Linked DNA regions of Rattus norvegicus: region 1 is linked to region 2. A link is a contact called in public Hi-C data. All regions are on one chromosome and are shown on one strand. The core of a region is the stretch at or near the end of the contact, and the rest is flanking DNA. Distances in the headings are between cores, read along the strand shown.

Region 1 (4,008 bases), core at 830-3,329, 1.0 Mb before region 2:
AAGATTTGGGCAATTTCTGTCTCCCACTGCTCTTTCCGGCCTGGCTTCTCTCTAGTTGTGGACAAATCCCTTTGCTGCCATGGGCCTTGAGTTCCTTATCTGTGAGGCAGAGATAAGTAACATAGGAGAGCACTGTTAAAACAGTGTCCACGCCACAGCCCGGCGAAGAGAAAACCGTCAACATGTGGTCACTACTAATAAGAGTCAGCTCTGCCGTGTGCTCAGTAAACTGATCACAGTACTAAGTACTAGAAAACTGGTTATTGTAAAGACCAGATAAATGACTATAAGTATCATTTATTCAACACTTAACTGTATACCAGACACTGCTCCAACCCTATGAATTAAATATAAACTAGTCCTGTTTACAGATGGGGAAGCTGAGTCTAAGAAGGACCTTGACTTCATACAGTCTGGCATTTTAAAACATTCTGGCATTTAAATATTAAGGTGATTGTCTTTATCCTTCTGGATGATACGGACACATAATGTATACGATCATATGCCTAGATATACATGTAGGTGAATATATTACTATTATAAGTTAATAGTAAAATAAGAGGCTGGACACGGAGTCAAGGAGGCTCTCAAGGCTTTACTTCATACCCTTCTAGCTTGCTTAGTGAGAACACCCTGGCTGGTATCGCAAGGAAGACTGGTAGGATGTTTGTGAGGGTGGTGTTTATGGAGCAACAGAGCCTCAGACAGACCTCTAATGGAGACGGAGGCTATGATCTCTCTCTCTCTCTCCCTCCTCTGTTCCCAAAGTACTGACCTTCCTGGAGGCTGTGCCCCACCTTTTTCCCAGGCACCCTTGGCTTCCCCTACATTGTCCTGGCCTCTGAGGTCTCCGGACTCCACAGTAGCCCATGTGCAAGCAGAGTCTGGCAGGGACTCTGGAAGCTGCTTACTGTGAGGTCGACATCCCCTCTCTGGTTTGAAGCCTGATTATGAGGCCAATGTTCCTGATGTTCATGAACAGAGAGAAACTGGATAGGAGAGGAGAGGGCTAGGTAACTTCTCTTAGAGCTTTAGGATATCAGAACTGTCTTTGGATGCAAGCAGAAGGTGTGTGGGAATCTGAAGAGCTGGTCAGTTCTAGTTGGCAGCTGACATTGGGAGTATGATTCCTGAGTGGGGAGTTCTAGGTGTTATTAGGCCTCCATGTTACTGTCTCTGTGAATCAGTGGTCTTCACTTCCTCCAGTCCTTTCCTCTCCCTAGACTTTCCGTGCTTTTTGCCCATAGATGTATCATCTCTCTCCTCTAGTAATAAGCCATGACCATGAGAGATGACAACCACTGTCCCCATGGAGACAGCTTGAGGGTCCTGCAAAAACATTGCTGGGCAAGCCCTATTGCCATTGCCCCATGATTGTATGAACTTGCTACATCATAGAACCTCGCTGGCCCCAGTTTCTACTCTTGCAGTGGGGTTAGCTAACTCATCCTTTCGCGCAGGGTCTCAGGGTATTAAGTGATTAAGTGATGACTGACCTCCTCCTTCACAGGCCCTGTGAAGCATCTATTGCCATGTTAGCTGTTTCCATTTCTGGATGACTGAGAGGACTTGAATTAGGAAAAAGATCAAGACTTTGAGCCATAAATCAGGAAAAGGAGGTGGAGAATCATTTGGACTAGATCCAATTTTTCAGAGGAAGAACTTGGCAGACAGATGAATTGATATGTCCCAGCCCAGTAAGCTAGGAGCGCAAAGCAGACACGGATGCTGGGCCTTGCTTCTCTAGGTCTCCTCCTACTGCCCTTTTGTGTCTGCACCAGAGGCTTAGGGATTGCAGGGGCAGGAAAGATTCGTGAGATTCCCTGGAGAGAGAGAAGGGAGCGGTGAGCTATGTGAGACTCGAAGTCCTAATGCAGGCTTCCTGAAGCAGTACATTGTGCTGTGCGTGCGTATCTGGGGGCGTCTTTATACACGCACAAGTGCCTCTCCTCAGTGTTCCCTGCACATTACGTCTGAGGTTGCTGTAAACAAACCTTAAAGCCGCTGGCTTATTGCTTGCCGAGATCGTCTGTGTGTAGACTCCTGGTGGCCACCAGAGGGCAGCATGATGCACGCGTCGATTCTTGGTGGTTTCACCCAGAGAGAGCTGGAGCTGGGGTAGTGGCAGGTCGATTGCCAGCCTGGGCTTTTGGAGCCTGCCAGGAGTCAGGGCTAAGCTTCTGGCTGGGAGGGCTGCTCTGTAGAGCCGGCTCTACTCTCGTTCTATTTGTGTGGTCTGGGGATGTGAGGCTCCCAACCTGGGTATTTTGGCTTAGCCGGCTCCCTGGGAGGAAGCTGTAGGGAGCCTATGATGGAGGGAACATCCTCTTCTCCCTCATCTCAGTCTCAGAAGCAGCAGGAGGGAGCATAGTTTTGGCTTAAACACTGGAAACGAACTAAAGGGACATATGTTCCTGTCCAGGAAAATCCCAGGCTTGATAGGACACAGAAAGTTAGTAGTGACACTGGAATCAGGGTCTTGGAAGAAGTGAGCTTTACACATACCGTTTGCTCAGGCTGTTGAATCTGCTGGTCAGAGCGCGAGAATAGCTTTTACCTTCCTGCCCTCCAATTCAAGCTTGACAACTACAGAATGCCAAGTAGGTGCTCAGTAAAAGCGGCAGTCTGGTTCTTTCTAGAGGTGGGGAGCTTGGTGGTTTGTGTTAACCCCTCCAGACCTTGGGGGAATGTGCACCAGTGGGTATGAAAACGTCTTGCTAACAGGTCATCAGGTTAGCGGTTGCCTGCTGTGAGACTCATTGGTCCTCCTCTGTTCTAGGCAGATTTGAGCAGGATGTTCGATTTCTTGTGCTCTCCAGTCCCATGGACTTGTTACCAGCACTTGGAAGCTCGATCATCTGCTCTGTGCTGAGCATGAGGGCCTAGGATAGCTCACAGCTGCCTGGCCCAGGGATACAGGCAAAGCCCTCTTTCTAATGAGCCATCTCTGCCCACCAGTTTCTTTTTGAGTAATTTTTCAAGGCCAAGCCACTGAAAAGCAGGAGCGGGTTGAGCATTTACAGCACTCCGAGTGAGCTGAACCCTTTGCACGAATAACCTTGTACACAGGGCAATGACAACGTGGCGTTTCTGATTATGACCTTGCCACTTCTCTGTGGTAACCTGGACTGGCTATTTTATTTTATTTTTCCTCTTTGGCCCTTTGTTTCCTTATATGAAAACGGTGCTGATAAAGAAGAGCCCATTGTTGCTTGTAAGATTGCAGTGAGGACGTGTAAGGCTCTGAAGGCTGTTTTTCTTCCTCTTCCTGTCAGAGCATCCCAGACTGGCATCTTCACAAGCAAGGGTATTTCCATGCCCTTCGTCTGTTCTTCCCACTTCTGGTATTTCCCACAGATTCCTCTCCTCTTAGGGGGTTCTGTTAGAAGAGTTCCCATGCCCCCAGCATTTCTGCTGTTCTTTTCTCTGAGAGGCAGCTCATTGTGGCTTCAGGAGATTTGGACTTTCCTGCCTCTGTTGTCTTTGGACCCAGCCAAGTTCCTCAATAGCTCTGTGACAGAAATTGGGTCAGTTGGGCCGTGAGGTGCCTTTCCTGGGATGGGTACCCAGAGTCTGACTGGTGTGTGGAGCTTGTAGGAGGTGGGGAACAGTAACGATCCAGAGGCTCTGGGAGATAAGGATTAAAGGATGTTGTGAGAGTAGCCAGCACCTAGAACTAGCTGCGGGAGGCAGTAGGAGAGCCACCATGGTGTATGTTTAGGGGGTGGAGGGGACTAAGTAGCAGAAGCATTTGTCTGTCACCTGGACAGGGAACATATGGTTCTTACCATATGCTGGCCTACCAAGTGTCAGAGTGCTCCAGGCAAAGCCTTCCCCATCTCCAGCACCAGGATTTTGGATGACAGAAACCTTTGACCAGGTTAAGTTTGGAGTACCTAGCCTCTGCCAGTATTGTCCCACATGGCTTCATTGCTATCCTTGCCCCATATCATTTGGCATTCACTAGTGGGTTCCATTTTGGTTACTGTAATCAAATTAGCTTGCTAG
Region 2 (4,213 bases), core at 615-3,114:
CATGGCACTGGAGGAGCTGAGAGTTGGACTTCCTGTTCTGAAGGCAAACAGGAGAAGACTAGCATTCTCAGGCAGCTAAGAGGAAGCTCCCTCAGCCCACTCCCACACTGACACACTTCCTCCAAAAAGGCCACCCCTACTCCAACAAAGCCACACCTCCTAATAAATCCACTCCCTGGGCCAAGCATATTCAAAAGCAATGTCTTCCTCTCGTGACAATTGATTAGTTACTCTTATTGATTTGTTACTCTTGTTGTTCTTTTTTTTGCTAGCAGCCTCAGAACTTTTTTAAAAATAAATCCTGTTGGGGAAGCCCTGGGTCCTGCTAAGACTGAACCCCCAGTGAACTAGACTATGGGGGGAGGGCGGCAATGGGGGGAAGGTTGGGAGGGGAACACCCATAAGGAAGGGGAGGGGGGAGGGGGATTTTGCCCGGAAACCGGGAAAGGGAATAACACTTGAAATGTATATAAGAAATACTCAAGTTAATAAAAAAAAAAAAAAAATAAATCCTGTTGTCTTGACCCCCAGATTCTCCTTAATCCCTTTTTTCCTTTTCTTATCCACTACATTCATTGTAGGAGTTCCTGTTCCCTGTTGTGATAAATTGCTTTTGCTATTAGGAATAACCGGAGGGTTTTCCTGTCCCTTACATGTATAGACCCTGACAAGGAAGGTACTGCTTGCATATATTCCTGTTTCAACTCTTTCAGCACAGACAAATTCTATACACTAGACAAACTAATAAATCCCATAATCTAGCTTATGTGGCCTGCCTTATTCAATCAGTGTAATTTGACATAATTACATGAGGGTACGTCCTTGAGAGTAGAAGCAAACTGCTTTCTTTGTAGCATTATTAAAAACTGCACAAGTACCTATGGTGAGTGACAGAGTCTTTGTTTGCACCTTTTTCCCTCTCCTCTTTTTGTCCTTTTTCCATTCTCTCCTTTTATTTCAATGCTTCGATGAAACCCAGAGCCCTGTTCAGGCTAGGCCACCCCTCCATCACTGAGCTCTATTCCCAGCTCTGTCCCAGGCATGAATGAATGAACCTGCCTTCAAACTAATCTTGTGGTATATAGAGAAAAGAGGGTAGATCCACAGAAACTGCACAAGGCAGGGGTCCAAATCGTAAGTGATTAATTCATGATTTGGCTGAGTATTAGAGCATACTTCTCTAAGTAGGCAAGTGTCTGAGCTAGAGTATAGTGGTTCTGCTATAGATGGCTTTTCATCTAGAGCAGTGGTTCTCAACCATCTTAATGCTCTGAGGTTTTAATACAGTTCCTCATGTTGAGGTGACCCCCAACCATAAAATCATTTTGTTGTTATGCCATAACTGTAATTTTGATAGTTTTGAATCATAATGTGAAAATCTGCCACACAGGAGATCTGATACGTGAAAGCAAATGGGTCACAATCCACAGGTTGAGAACCAGTGATCTAGACTAGCATTCTCTTTCTCTATCCTAGTGAGATGTGATGACATAAAAACTAAGAAAAGAGGCTCACTGGGAGGGACAATTAATGCACCAGCAAATTCCTTTGAATTATTCAGTTGCCTTGCATACCACCCTCAGTAGTGGATCCTTGTTAGCATGACTACCCACAACAGCTCTGTTTTCTTTCACTAATATGTTCATAACACAATGGGGTACATGAGTCCATCCTTCAAAACTTTTCTGAGTTGACATTTTTCTCTAAGGAAACAAAGGACATGGTTTTCTGTGTGACTCCAGAAACTTTTGCCTGGGACCTTTTCACCTGCATGATTTCACTAGAAGCCAAAAGTTCAAGTAGACCATAGCTTCAGGCAAGGTCATCTAAAAGGCTTGACAGCATTCCCAGAGATTGCCAAGTACACTCGTCCTTGGTTGGCATCTGGGTGGTTGAAGAACTTGTGCTGGTTTCTCTCAGATCCAGGCTGTTTCTATACCATTATGTCTGTAAATGATGTCCCTAAGTCCATTTTTTCCTCAGACAGTATTATCATTCCTATGGCCACTGTCGTGTTCCAGGCAGAGCTGCTCAAGCATGAATGCATTGTCTTTCCCTTTAAGGAGTTTACTGCCTCAGTGACCTTTATATTTGACAAAAAGGCTTTTTAATCCACCACGTGGCTGCTTTCCTAAGTGGTTTCTCCTCTGGCTGGCATTATTGAATGGGCTTTTCCTGTTGATGGGTGCTATTAAGACATGCTGTCTTCTGTATTGAATCAGAACTGTGTTCTTTTATTTACCTTTATTTTAGGTTTTGCTTGTCTGTAAGGTTCCATGCATGCAGTTATGCAGGGTAGGACAATCACAACAGTATCCATCGAGCATTCTCTCAGAATGCAGCTCATTTCTCCAGCTCCTTCTCATCCTGTTTGGGACCAGTTTGGGGTTAAAAGGTAAGAAGAATAAGCTCTCCAAAATTCTTCTTAGGACTCCGAGGACCAAGATTGTATGATGTATTATTTAGCTTCTAGATTACTCCAGTGTTTTAGTGGGTGGGTATTTGCAATGAGGCCTTTGTTCCAAGCCCTCATTTGACATAAAGAGATTTGTTTTGAGATCCCTGAACAGAACAGAGAAAACATCAGTGAATACTAAAGGGGCTTGTGCTTTTTGCCTATGGTCTGTTACCATGGGCAACCAGCACTATACAGAGGGGCTATGTGTTTCAGAAAGCATGAAGATCCCTTTTAATATTAGTGTAATACAATCAATTTGGATATGTGACTGACTTTAACCATTTTCCCTTTTGTGTAACCTTGGAAAAGTCACTCCATTTCTTTAGGATGGCATATATCATATTAACAGGAAGCTGAGGTAATGAGATATATGGGGAAAATACTGTATTATTTCAACGTTCCAAGAATAGATTGTGTGTAGGTGGTTGTGGTATACCTTTATTTGAGTAGGTGGGTATGTATGTCTTTATATATGAGGGTATGCATGTATGTGTGTATGGTGTATGCATATGTTCATGGCCTTTCAGGTCTAATAGTGTATTGGCTGAGCTTTTTCTTCAGTGTGTCAATTAATTTCAATTAACAGAGCCTACATCAGTTAGAAGAAATACATTACCCATCAAATAAGAGTTTGAGTCACTAACATTTGTTTACAACCTCCTGAATACCAAGAAGTGTAGATTTTGTACATAGCCTCTGATAGCCCATGAAATAAAGGTAATTATTCTCTTTTACTATATCAATTAATTAACTATATTTGTGTATATGTATTTGTGAACACATACATGTGCATGTACACCATGCTCAGAAGACAACCTGTTGGAGTGTAATCCTTCTTCTATCATGCTACTCTTGGTAGTCAGGTCATTAGGCTTGATGTCAAATGCTTTTCTGTACTAAGCAATTTTGCTGTCCATGTTCCTATATTTCAATTGTGAGATTTCATGATCTGTTATGGAATGCAGATACCTGTGGTCACACAGCTGGTGAATGACAGGTGGCACTGAGAAAGGTTTTTTTTTTTCTCTTGTTCTGAAGTTTAAAGCTTGTTTGTTTCAAATATGAAGAACATGTGATCCAAACCTGGAAACATTTGTTTCTTCTGTTCTAGCACAAGCATCTTGTAATTGTCCTGCCATTGATCAGCAGGATCCAAGGAAGTACCCACTTCTAGCTGAGCATTATAAAAAAGCACACTTTGCATTACTTATAAGTAAATCCATAATAAATGCACCATAATCAAAAGCAACTACATTATACAAAATTATCATTTTTAATAATGAATTATGACTAATTAGGAAACCAAATGAAAATATATGAAGGCTCAATTTTCCATAGAGCTGACAAGCTGACTTTTTTAAGAGTTGAAACAAAAATTATTTTTAACTAACGTGACTAATGATTTCCCATCACAGTGAGGCAATTGGCTTTGCCTGTGAGTGGGGGTTGCCCCCTGCTCCATGGTTACTTAAAGCTGCCACATTTAACCACAGGGACTTTCTAAACATCCATTACTCTGGCTCATGAATTTTTCTATTCAGAATCACCCTCCTTCTCTCTCTCTCTCTCTGTCTCTCTCTCTGTCTCTCTCTCTCTCTCTCTCTGTCTCTCTCTGTCTCTCTCTCTGTGTCTTTCTGTCTCTCTGTCTCAAACACGCACACACACACACACACACAAAATCTTGTGGTCATTTGCACAGATGCTTTGCCCATCTTTCCCTTGACTTTTATTTCTGTTCTTTATTTCTCCTTACTC

The links. Hi-C and Micro-C count contacts between places; a contact is called where the count stands out from the background.
Region 1: a Hi-C map of Schwann cells shows a contact between it and region 2, with 4 times the contacts expected there. The contact joins two enhancer-like sites. A contact is called at or near these places in 1 of 12 Hi-C or Micro-C datasets (Schwann cells) and 1 of 1 datasets of contacts at active chromatin or transcription factors (oligodendrocytes).

Annotation. Positions count from the first base shown.
Region 1 is chr1:141,902,457-141,906,464 of GRCr8, reverse strand. The region is part of intron 1 of Ntrk3 (neurotrophic receptor tyrosine kinase 3); the gene reads left to right. Among named protein-coding and RNA genes, the nearest start is that of Ntrk3, 8.5 kb to the left of the region's middle. Within about 2 kb of position 2,079, at least 32 of the 93 cell types and tissues checked have an H3K27ac peak or open chromatin away from gene starts, as enhancers often do. A contact at or near this core is called in Schwann cells, where this site is marked.
Region 2 is chr1:140,903,437-140,907,649 of GRCr8, reverse strand. No RefSeq gene overlaps it. Among named protein-coding and RNA genes, the nearest start is that of Ntrk3, 1.0 Mb to the left of the region's middle. Within about 2 kb of position 1,864, at least 1 of the 93 cell types and tissues checked has an H3K27ac peak or open chromatin away from gene starts, as enhancers often do. A contact at or near this core is called in Schwann cells, where this site is marked.